Linked DNA regions of Zea mays: region 2 is linked to region 1. The links are chromatin contacts, called in public Hi-C maps. All regions are on one chromosome and are shown on one strand. Each heading gives the region's core, a stretch centred on a gene start, on an enhancer-like site or on the middle of the called end of the contact. The rest is flanking DNA. Distances are from core to core; before and after follow the strand shown.

Region 1 (5,344 bases), core at 1,369-3,868:
GTGGTATTTGAGAATACCATTATTTATTATGCAAAAGGGTGTTTGAGAACGTAGGTAAAGTCTCTGTATTTAAAACCAAAGTATTACCAATAATGTAGTTATTTTAAAATATTATAAACTTTATATTGGACCAAAGTTTTTCTATGTACACGAGCGAGCGCGGCCGAGGACTAGCGGGATGCGGAGGAGGGTGAGCTCCGGCGGTGCTCTAGAGTCTAGACCAAAGTTTGTATATGTGCTGTTTTTTTGTATAAATGTATGTTCATCGGGATAATTCCCTGAATGTCAACATGGATGGTAGTGATATTTTGAATGGAACGTGATGCAAAATATACTTTATTCTCAAGCGCCTCTATTTTATTTAAAACTGTGTACTGAGGTTATATCATGACATTTTTATACCGTGGTATTTGAAATACTATGGCTTTGAAAAATTGTGTTCTGAAACACCACCCCTGGGTAGAGATAGCAATGGGGACCTGATCCCCGATTCTCCGCGGGAAATTTCTCTATTAAGGGACGAGGATGGAGAAATTTCTTCTCCCACGGGGATATAAACGAGGAAAAATTCTCTCTCCGACGGGTAAATGGGGACGGGGATGGGTCCCCATCACCGTTCCACGCGGGGACCCGTTAAACTTACATGTGACGATGTTTTCATATAATAGTTAATGACAAAAATAAATAATTATCTTGCCAAGAGATCACTCGTTGTATAAATACGTTTATTTTAATTTACACGTAATGATTTTTACATCTAACAATATGTACAAGTGACAATATTTTATAATAATAACAAATGAAGTACCATCTAATTATAGTTTAAGAGGGGACGAAGATCTCCTACGGAGATTTATCCCTGCGGGTAACGGGGATGTGGAAGAAATGTACCCCGCAAGTGTTCATGGGATCCCCGCGGGGAAAAATTTTTGTCGCGAGGACCGGGACGGGGATAGGGAGCTAAAATCCGATGGAGAATTCCCTATTGACATACTTAATCCTTGAGTGATTTTGGTATACATGATAACGAATGATCTGACAATAGCTGTCCTAGTTTTTTTTTTTTTTTTTTGCCAAGAAGCGCGCAATGTTTCTTTTGGTTCGAAACGAGAAACTAAAAACTGGCATGCATCTTGACTCGTGAGCTCCGATTTCCACGTCATCTCCCGTGACCGTGACGGAGACTGATCACTGATGTGATGGACTGGCTAGCTCGTTCACTACCGTTTTTTTTAGCGTGACGTTCGAATCTGTCGCGTCTGTGGGCGTTTCGTATTTCCATCAAAAGTGTTGTATCTGCAACGTACTGTGCGCAGCAGCATGCAGTGCGCACACAGCCACAGGCAGCACATGCCGCCGTCTGCGTCACGGTCAGCGACGACCGCGTCTGCCCAGCCCAGCCCCCAGTGACGGGTGACCCAGTCCCACTCACTCCCACAGCCACAGCCCACAGGAGTCGTCGGTAGGCTGTTGCCGGGCCGAGGACAGCAGCATGCGATGCGTGCGTGACACTGCCATGCGAGCCCAACGCGTGCTAGCGCTCCGGCGCCATCCCTCCCATTCCGCTCAACATCTGGGTGACGACGACGAGCCCATCACCCTCTACGTGGGCTAAGGCCTTTCAGGGAGCCCCGGATCTGTCTGGCGAGCCTAAAATCTCCAAGGCCATCCCGTCGAGCCCGCCGCCATGGCGCCCCCACGAGCACGGTGAGGATCGGATCCGTCCCTTCTGTAACGCACGGCACAGATCCCGCCAAGCGGTCCGTCCCGACCGTACGGTTCCACCGCCCGCCGCTCCGTGCGTTGCGTCGCATGACTGCCGCCGCGCGCGCCTCGTGGGAGGGCCGCCGTGCCCCGCTGCTGGCGCAGCCGCGCAGCAGGCCTGACCTCACCTGCCGACAGGGAGGCGTTTGGGTGGTGGTCGCTGCTGCTGACGCGGAGGGGCCGGACGAGGGCGGCGGCGGCGTACCCGAAGATGGCGCGGCCGCCGATCCTGTCCGTCGCGCTGCCGTCCGACACCGGCCGCGTTCTCAGCATCCAGTCCCACACCGTCTGGCTACCTGCGCCCCTCCCCCATCCCATCCATCTGTTTGCTGGCTTACTGCTTTGCGTCCCCTCGATGGTAGAGGAACCCACCAGCCCGGACTCTGCGCATTGATATGGATGTGGCCTTGAGGAACTGCGATTCTCATGGTGCACATATCAGTTGTGTTTTGGATTTGGCACCAAAGCAGTGTTTCTATGGAGTCTGGGTACGAATTTCTGCATGTAGGTTTGTTTAGGTTGGGGTCTTCCCATGATGTGTTGATGGACTGTGCGATCTCACGACATCGGCGTGACTGTCATCTACTAAGCACCGCCACAACCGTCTGTGCACGTCATCGGCATGACTGTCGCCAAGTAAGCGGCGGCACAATCGTTCGCGCGAGGGATCAGTGGTTGGTTATGAGTTGACTGCGTTGCCTTTCGTGTGACGGGCGGTGACGAGCTTGTGTTTCGTTCGGGGATTTTGTTAGCCCAAATAGTCTGCATGGATTTTGTTTCAGGGGTACGTTGGCAACAAATCGGCCGTCTTCCCCCTGCAGCTCCTCGGCTTTGATGTGGATCCAATAAACTCTACAGTTTTTCTAACCATACAGTGATACAGGTACGCTATATTGTGTTCAGAAACTCATGTGCAATTTCCTTGGGAAACTTAAATAGTTCATGGTACATGTTATCTCAGGGTACCCAACATTTAGAGGTCAGGTTTAGTGGTGGGATTATGGGTCGGGCTTTTTTGCTAGCAAGAGCACAGTCCGAAAACAAAAGTCTAAATCACGACTCGGCACGAAATAATACGGGCTGGGCTAGCATAGCCTGAAGTCGGGTTTAGGCCGGATCTCAAATTACGGCCCATCGGGCCCCCGACACAGTCCGCGTAGATGGTTTGGGCGGCTTAGGTCGGCACGACCCAACGAAGCCCAAGTTGTTTAATTTCTTTAATTTAGCAAGCTATCAACGTTATATTGTTATGATATTTGGAGTTTATATGGTCAAATGATACTAGGATTGTTTAATATCTTTTATTTAGTAAGTTATGAACTTTATGTGATTGTAATATTTTGATTTTATGTGGTCAAATATATGGACCGACACGGTCCGATGAAGGCACGGTGTGGTTTAGGACCGGGTTAGGCCACTGTTTTTACACTTCGGACTGACACAAAGTGACAAGCTGTTTATGGTTCTCAGGTTACATAGGCCCGGTTTCCTTTTTAAATACTATGCTACAAGTTGTTGACAAATTACGATCAGTCAATCCTGACCTTGTATACGGTAACCTTTTCCCATCTTCTGTTATTTATGTGCTTGCTTCTTCTTTAGTAAATTTAATTGGGACAAGATACGTCTCATAACTAGAGATTGGCTAGGCATGGTTCATTCTTGTTTGCTAATTGCAAACATTATGCAGTTTGCGACCCAGTCCTAGGTGATGAAGGAAAAACTATACGTTCCTCAGGAGCTAACATCTGTTTATCAACAGAAGGTGATTTGACCCATTTTCACCTTATGCCTTTCTCATGTGATACCAAGACATGGAAATTGCTTGTCCTCACGCTTTTTAGAAAGCTACAAGGCTACTCTATACAAAACATGTGGCGCTCATGGGTTCTATACTTTCCCTTTTGACCCCCCTTCTGTAGACTAAACTGCTAGTTGATTTCATAGGGCACTATCTGTACTGTATCTTCTGTAGAGTTGGCTACAGACAGTTATGTGTTGATACGTTAGCGCAGGCGCTTGTACAGACAGTTATGTAGACTGTCCGCAGCGGTGTCCGCTAAATTTTTCCTTCTAAATATTACTATACAGCCACGCCAGCAAGATTCTCTCTCCTATATTCATTCATCCCGTAACCGTTCCCTCTATAAATTCCCCTATATATCCATCTACACATTAAATATACATTTCCACATAACTAACTTCATTTTCTATTTTCTTTTTTTATTCTTGACTCGTCCGACTTGTATTTATGTCGTAAATACATTTTTTAATTTTTTTATTTGTTTACAATTTATGCACAACGTACTAACAAAACAATTTAGTTAAAATGTAATTATTGATGGCATACAAAACGTCTGAATTGTGTGTCGTCAAACATTTCATGATACGTTGCGACGTCATAATTCAAACTAGCTTACGTTGCAAGCTTACCCCGACCAATCGTACCCACGAAGCCACGGTTGGCTTCCAGTATAAGCCACGAGCTTCCCCACAAGCCAGATTCATCTCGCCTATATATATGCACACTTTGTCTTCCTAAATGTGCCCACATCCGACACAACTCCATCTAGTTTGACATTTGTTCGATATGTCTCATTTCCATAGGGATGATGATTCTGATTCGAGTGATAGTGACGACGACACATTTATGCTTGTCACTCTTCTTACGCTCAACATTGAGGCTAGACGCATTCTCCGACGATGTTCCGGTATACCTCGCCGCATAATTCACATGGATCATTTTGCTGGAGAAAACCTCATCCATCATCACTACTTCGGCCCCAACCCAGTGTATCCACCACATGTGTTTCGTCGAAGGTATGAAGTTCAAAAATTTCTGGATATGTTCTCACATTAGCATTGTCTTCATAATGAACCTATTACTATTTATAGGTTCCGTATGAGTTGGCTGTTGTTCATCCGCATTATGGAAGGACTTCAACACCAGGATAGTTACTTTACGCAACGGCTCGATGCAACGGGCCTGCCAGGACTTGGACCCCTTCAAAAAGTATGTGCGCAATGCGGATACTTGCTTATGGGTTACCTACTGATGTCGTAGACGAGTACATTCAAATTGGCGAGTCTACCGCTAGGGAATGCCTTAATCATTTTTATCGCGTAATCATTGCATATTTTAGTGGGTGGTATCTACGAACTCCTAATGAAGCTGACATAGCACGCATCATGCACAATAGCGAGGCTAGGGGATTTCCAGGAAAGTTGGGTTCCATAGATTGCATGCATTGGGAGTGGAGGAACTGTCCTACGGTCTAGTGTGGACAGTTTTGTGGCAGAAATGGAAGACCTACTATGATACTAGAAGCGGTAGCAACGTATGATCTATGGATTTTGCATGCATTTTTTGGCATGCCTGGGACTAATAATGACGTAAACGTGCTTCACCGATCACCAGTATTTGACCCCCATGACAACTAGTCGAATGCCACCCGTCAATTACATAATCAACGGTCATCCTTACAACTTCGGATATTACCTTGCTGATGGCATTTACCCCAACTGGCCAACTTTTGTCAAAGCAATTCGACACCCTTATGAGGAAAAGAAAGTATATTTC
Region 2 (5,344 bases), core at 1,441-3,940, 200 kb after region 1:
AGAGAGAGGGTGAAAAACAAATCACAAGCAAATAAAGAGTGAGACACAAGGATTTGTTTTACCGAGGTTCGGTTCTTGCAAACCTACTCCCTGTTGAGGTGGTCACAAAGACCGGGTCTCTTTCAACCCTTTCCCTCTCTCAAACGGTCACTTAGACCGAGTGAGCTTCTCTTCTCAATCAAACGGGACACAAAGTCCCCGCAAGGACCACCACACAATTGATGTCTCTTGCCTCGCTTACAATTGAGTTGATCACAAGAAAGAATGAGAAAAAGAAGCAATCCAAGTGCAAGAGCTCAAATGAACACAAGTCTCTCTCACTAGTCATTATACGCCTGATTGGTTACCTGGTCAGCCGCGCTCAGGTCCAGTCTGTGCGTTGACTGTATTTAGGCTTATGAATGGTTACCTGCATGGCATGAGTCCAACCTGTATGCACGTGTGCAGTCTAGGTGTTTTTTCATCTGTTTACTTGCATGCGTGGAGACGTGAGACGGGAGCGTATCTACTGGCCCAGGCTGGCGTAATCCAGGCAGGAGCGAAGCCGGCAACCAATCAGCCCGTATTTGATTGGGAATGATCTATGGACTTGGGAGAGGATTTGATCTCTTTGGTGTGTCTTGTATTGAATGCTATAGCTCTTGTAAGGTGTGGGAAGTCAGAAAACTTGGATGCAATGAATGGTGGGTGGTTGGGGGTATTTATAGCCCCAACCACCAAACTAGCCGTTTGGTGAAGGCTGTTGTCGCATGGCGCACCGGACAGTCTGGTGCGCCTGCCACGTCACCCGGCCGTTGGATTCCGACCGTTGGAGCTTCTGTCTTCTGGGCCACCGGACAGTTCGGTGGTGCACCGGACAGGCACTGTTCAGTGTCCGGTGCGCCATCTGGCTCTGCTCTGACTCTGGCGCGCACTGTAGCGCATTTAATGCCTTCTGCAGACGATCGTTGGCACGAAGTAGCTGTTGCTCCGCTGGCACACCGGACAGTCCGGTGAATTATAGCGGAGTGGCTCCCAGAATTCCCGAAGGTGAGCAGTTCGGAGTTGGAGTCCCTGGTGCACCGGACACTGTCCGGTGGCTCACCGGGCAGTCCGGTGCGCCAGACCAGGGCACCCTTCGGCTAACTTTTGCTCTCTATATTTGAATCCTTTTTTGACCTTTTTATTGGTTTGTTGTGAACCTTTGGCACCTGTAGAACTCATAATCTAGAGCAAACTAATTAGTCCAATTATTTGTGTTTGGGCAATTCAACCACCAAAATCAATTAGGAAAAGGTGTAAGCCTATTTCCCTTTCACTAGCCACCCTTTGCTACGAAGGAACAAGACCAGAGTCACATCAAACTACTCCGATAGCAGGTAATGATGGTTCCCCGCGTGCCACCATGACGTCGATGGCTCCCAGCTCCTTACGGAAGCAAGGAAACGTCAGCAGGGTCCATGCCGCACCGCCAGCTGTTCTTCCACAGGGCTCAAGGCACTTCTCCGACGACCACGTTAGCACATGTACAGGGCTCAAGGCACTTGTCCGCCAGCCACGTTAGCACATAGCTACACCCCCATTGTACAGCTGGGCCATCTCCTTGTATCTATAAAAGGGGATGTCCAGGGTCTTCCTAAGGCACGTTCACACAAAGGGACGCATACGCAGGAACGCAAGGACAGGGCAAGCGGAGGGAGACAGGTGGAGTAGGAGAGACGCAGTGAAGGCTGACTCAGATGCCTCACCTCAGGGCTAGACTCCCTCTCTCTCCCTCTCTCTCGCTCGCTCTCGCCCTCGCTCTCTCGCGACGCTTGTAACCCCTACTACGAGCACCCTGGTGCAAGATAATATAAGCCTTATTCTCTCTCTTGTGTTCCATCTTGCATCAACCCATTTGGGCAGGGGCACGCATCAATAAATTCACTGGTCGATTGACGGTCCTCGCGGGTCCAAAACACCGACAATGCCCAATAGGCTCAATCTCAACTGCCACCCAACTCCAAGAGACCAAAACAACCCTTCTGCAGTGCTCACTCGCACGTAGTGCTCGGAATATGGGCCGTGCTTTTTGGGCCAGCACGACCACGACTCGAAAATAGGAGCCCAAAGCACGACCCGACACGAAATAATATGTGCCGGGCTAGTACGGCCCGAAGACAGGCATGCGCCGGGCCTTAAATTCTGGCCAGTCAGGCCCCCGGCACGGCCCGTATAGATGGGCCGGGTTTGGGCCGACACGGCCTAATTAAACCCAATATGTTTAATTTCTTTATGCTATAATTGTTTAATATCTTTAATTTAGTAAGCTATAAACTTTATATAGTTGTAATATTTTGATTTTATGTGGTCAAATATATGGGCCGGTCTTGAGCCAGCACGGTTCGACGAAGACACGACATGATTTATGGCCAGGTTAGATCACTGTTTTTACACTTCGGGCTGACACGGCACGACCCAAAAAATTGTTGGACTTTTCTATCCCTAACCGGTTTGGTACGAAGCGCGATGAGCTTGGTCGGCATTACTCGCACCGCACACGACACGTCAGAGAGGCCCTCCGCCGCCACCCGCCAGAGCCGAGGACCGAGTCCACGAGCAACCCGTGCCCAAACGAAACGAAAGCTAAGGCAAAGCCCGCCGGCGCCAACCCGCAAAACCCCGCAAGCGAAAAGCGGCGGAAAACACACAGGGCCGCGCGCAGGAGGAAATGGCGCCAAGCTCGCGCGCGCCAATCTCCCGCCTTCTTCTCCCTCCCTCTATTTCCCCACCCCATCCTCGCCTCCCAATCCCAATCCGTCCCTACCCCAGCTCAGCTCAGCCCAGCTGCCCCTCCCCTCCTCCCCACTCCCCAGCGCCAGATCTCCCGCCATGGCCTCCGACGCCCCCGCCCCCGCCGCCGCGCAGCCCAAGCGCCGCGGCAGCTATAACTGCGGCCGATGCGGGCTACCCAAGAAGGGCCACGTCTGCACCGTCCCCAGGCTGGCCGCCGCCGGGGGCGGCGACAAGGCGGGGGAGCAGCAGCCGCCGCCACCCCCGCCGCAGACCAAGCCGCGGCGCGCGCTGCAGTTCGACGACCCGCCGGCCGCGTCGGACGTGTTGCTGGACGCCGTGCCGCTGGCGGCCGCGGCGCCGGGGAAGAAGGCGAGGGTGGAGGCCGTGGACGTGGAGGAGGAGGAGGATGGCGGCGGCGACTACGACCCGCCGCCGCTGGATTGGTGGGTCGAGGCGGGCGCGGGGCGGCGGGCGCCCGGGGAGGTGCTGGTGGAGGTGCTGCGGCGCATGCCCCCGCGCGCCGTGGCGGCCGCGGCCGGTGTCAGCCGCGGCTGGCGCGAATGCGCGCGCCGCGTCTGGAGGGCCGCCGAGGAGGTCCGCCTCCGCGCCGCCGGGGTCGGGCCCGTCGGCGCGCTCATGGCGCGGTGCCCCGCGCTCGCCAGGCTCGTGCTCCGCATGGACAGGTGAGGACAGGTCCAGAGCTGATCTATGCTATGCATGTGGCGGCGCGGCGCAGCGCTTTTAGTGGATCGGCGCGCAATTGACGGCATGGAGCTCGATCTATAGAACGCTGCTCGATCCAAACGGGAGGAACGGGAACCTACGAACGAACACCGAAATCCACCTAGTAATTCAACTTAAACATGACTGTACTAGTGGATTGGGATTGAATGGCTGCTCTTGGGTGCAGTGCAGGTGTGATCTGATCTGGTGCCGTGAGATCCTGCTCGTGGATCCTTGATCGGTGCTTGGTTGGAGTCTAAATACACATCCTGCAGCACGGGCAAGTCGCAAATGGATAGCAAAGTTGGCACGGGCGCTTGCCGAGGGAATTCTAAGTGTCGATCTTATCTGGTCGGACTTTCCTAGGGGAGTTCTAGTCATCTTGCTGTGAGATCTACTCTGATCTGAGAGCAGGAAGCACGGATCTGTTATCTTGCATCTCCGATGCAGAATCTGTGCGTGGTTGAATCTAGATAGTGAAACACTACTTGCCCTTGTGACTGATAAATCGGTAGTGATGGTAAAAGCCTCATGAATCTCTGATTGCATTGCCTAACAGACTCGAGCAATTTCTGCAGAAGTATTTTAGAAGGAACAGCAAGAGATTTGCTTTGAGTTTTATTAGATGATAGAAAAAAAATACTCCAATGCAGAGTTAGGCTGACCTTTTGAAGAACAACCTTCTTCGTTTGCTGATCTAAGAGGGACTTGTTACCTTCTTTATGGCAAGTAGGGGTGTCATTTGGTACATTTATAAAGTGTTTGGTTTGAGGAATCAACCCATTTTAGATGGTGTGATGCATCATTAGTCCATTTTTCAAATTTAGTGGAATGAGGTAATGCTAGATCAACTCAATTTATTTTACAAACTAAACAAAAAACTAAAGAATGAGATGATGAACTATTTTATTCCACAAACCAAACATGCCCCTAGTGTTTTTCCTGTTAGTATTCCTATAGTTCTGATGAGGAGCAAAATGCAGATGTTTTCTGCCTGCTTGCACAATTATAATTCGGGGAAAGCTGAAATCCTGTCTTGGGTCTTCTGGTGGTGGATAGTTCATCTAGTTCTAGCCCTTGACTTTATGTTTCAATCTCTTAGTTGTGAGGATTGATGTTCTGACCAGATGTTCTTTTTTTACATTTCTTCAGTGATGTTGATGCCACAATGCTGGCATGCATTGCATTTTCCTGCCCCAATTTACAGTCCCTGGATATCAGCATGGCCAATAGCGCGGTCAACAGGATAACTGGGTATGCTGAAGACTCCCACTACTAAACCATTCATCTTTCTATACATTTTGTTCTTGCTTATAATTGTGTATGGTTTGCATTGCTGCATGTTGAATGGAACATGAAAGTTTATGATCAGTGTCTAGTGCACATCCCTTTGCAAATGTGCAGTACCAACCTTACTGCCATTGCCTAAATATATATAGTTTCAGTGTTTCTTGTTTCTTTAAGCACCTTTGGGGTTTATTGTCACCATAATCCATCTCAAAAGATACCTGCACATCAGTAATGTTAAATGGACATTTTTAAGTTTTGGCGTTATGGTGTATCTAACTAGTGCTCCCTGTTCTATGCAGGGATGAGCTATCTAGGTTTGTTTCAGAGAAGCGATCTCTGTCAGTTCTTAAACTAGATGGCTGCAGCAGCCTTGGTTTTCTCAACATCAGCTCTTCAAGCCTCTCAACACTTTGGATGTCAGGTCTTTGTTCCCTTACCAAGGCGGTACGTCGAGACATTCCTGCAATCTATTCACTACGCGGTTCCCTGATCTTGTACCTTGCATAAACTCAGTGGGCTACCAACTTGCAGGTCATGAACTGCCCAAATCTGACCGAGCTATCACTGGACTTCCCCA

The links. Hi-C and Micro-C count contacts between places; a contact is called where the count stands out from the background.
Region 2: a Hi-C map of leaf shows a contact between it and region 1, with 6 times the contacts expected there. The contact joins the promoter of LOC103640570 here to the promoter of LOC103640568 in region 1. A contact is called at or near these places in 3 of 25 Hi-C or Micro-C datasets (bundle sheath, ear and leaf).

What each region holds. Positions count from the first base shown.
Region 1 is chr1:174,323,861-174,329,204 of Zm-B73-REFERENCE-NAM-5.0, forward strand. LOC103640568 reads right to left here and starts at 2,619. Exons shown (of 1, transcript XM_008663652.4): 1 at 1,055-2,619. The coding sequence starts at 2,082. The coding sequence ends at 1,651.
Region 2 is chr1:174,521,447-174,526,790 of Zm-B73-REFERENCE-NAM-5.0, forward strand. It overlaps LOC103640570 (F-box/LRR-repeat protein 17), which reads left to right and starts at 2,691. Exons shown (of 10, transcript XM_008663663.4): 1 at 2,691-3,437; 2 at 4,630-4,731; 3 at 5,067-5,211; 4 at 5,299-5,344. The coding sequence starts at 2,851.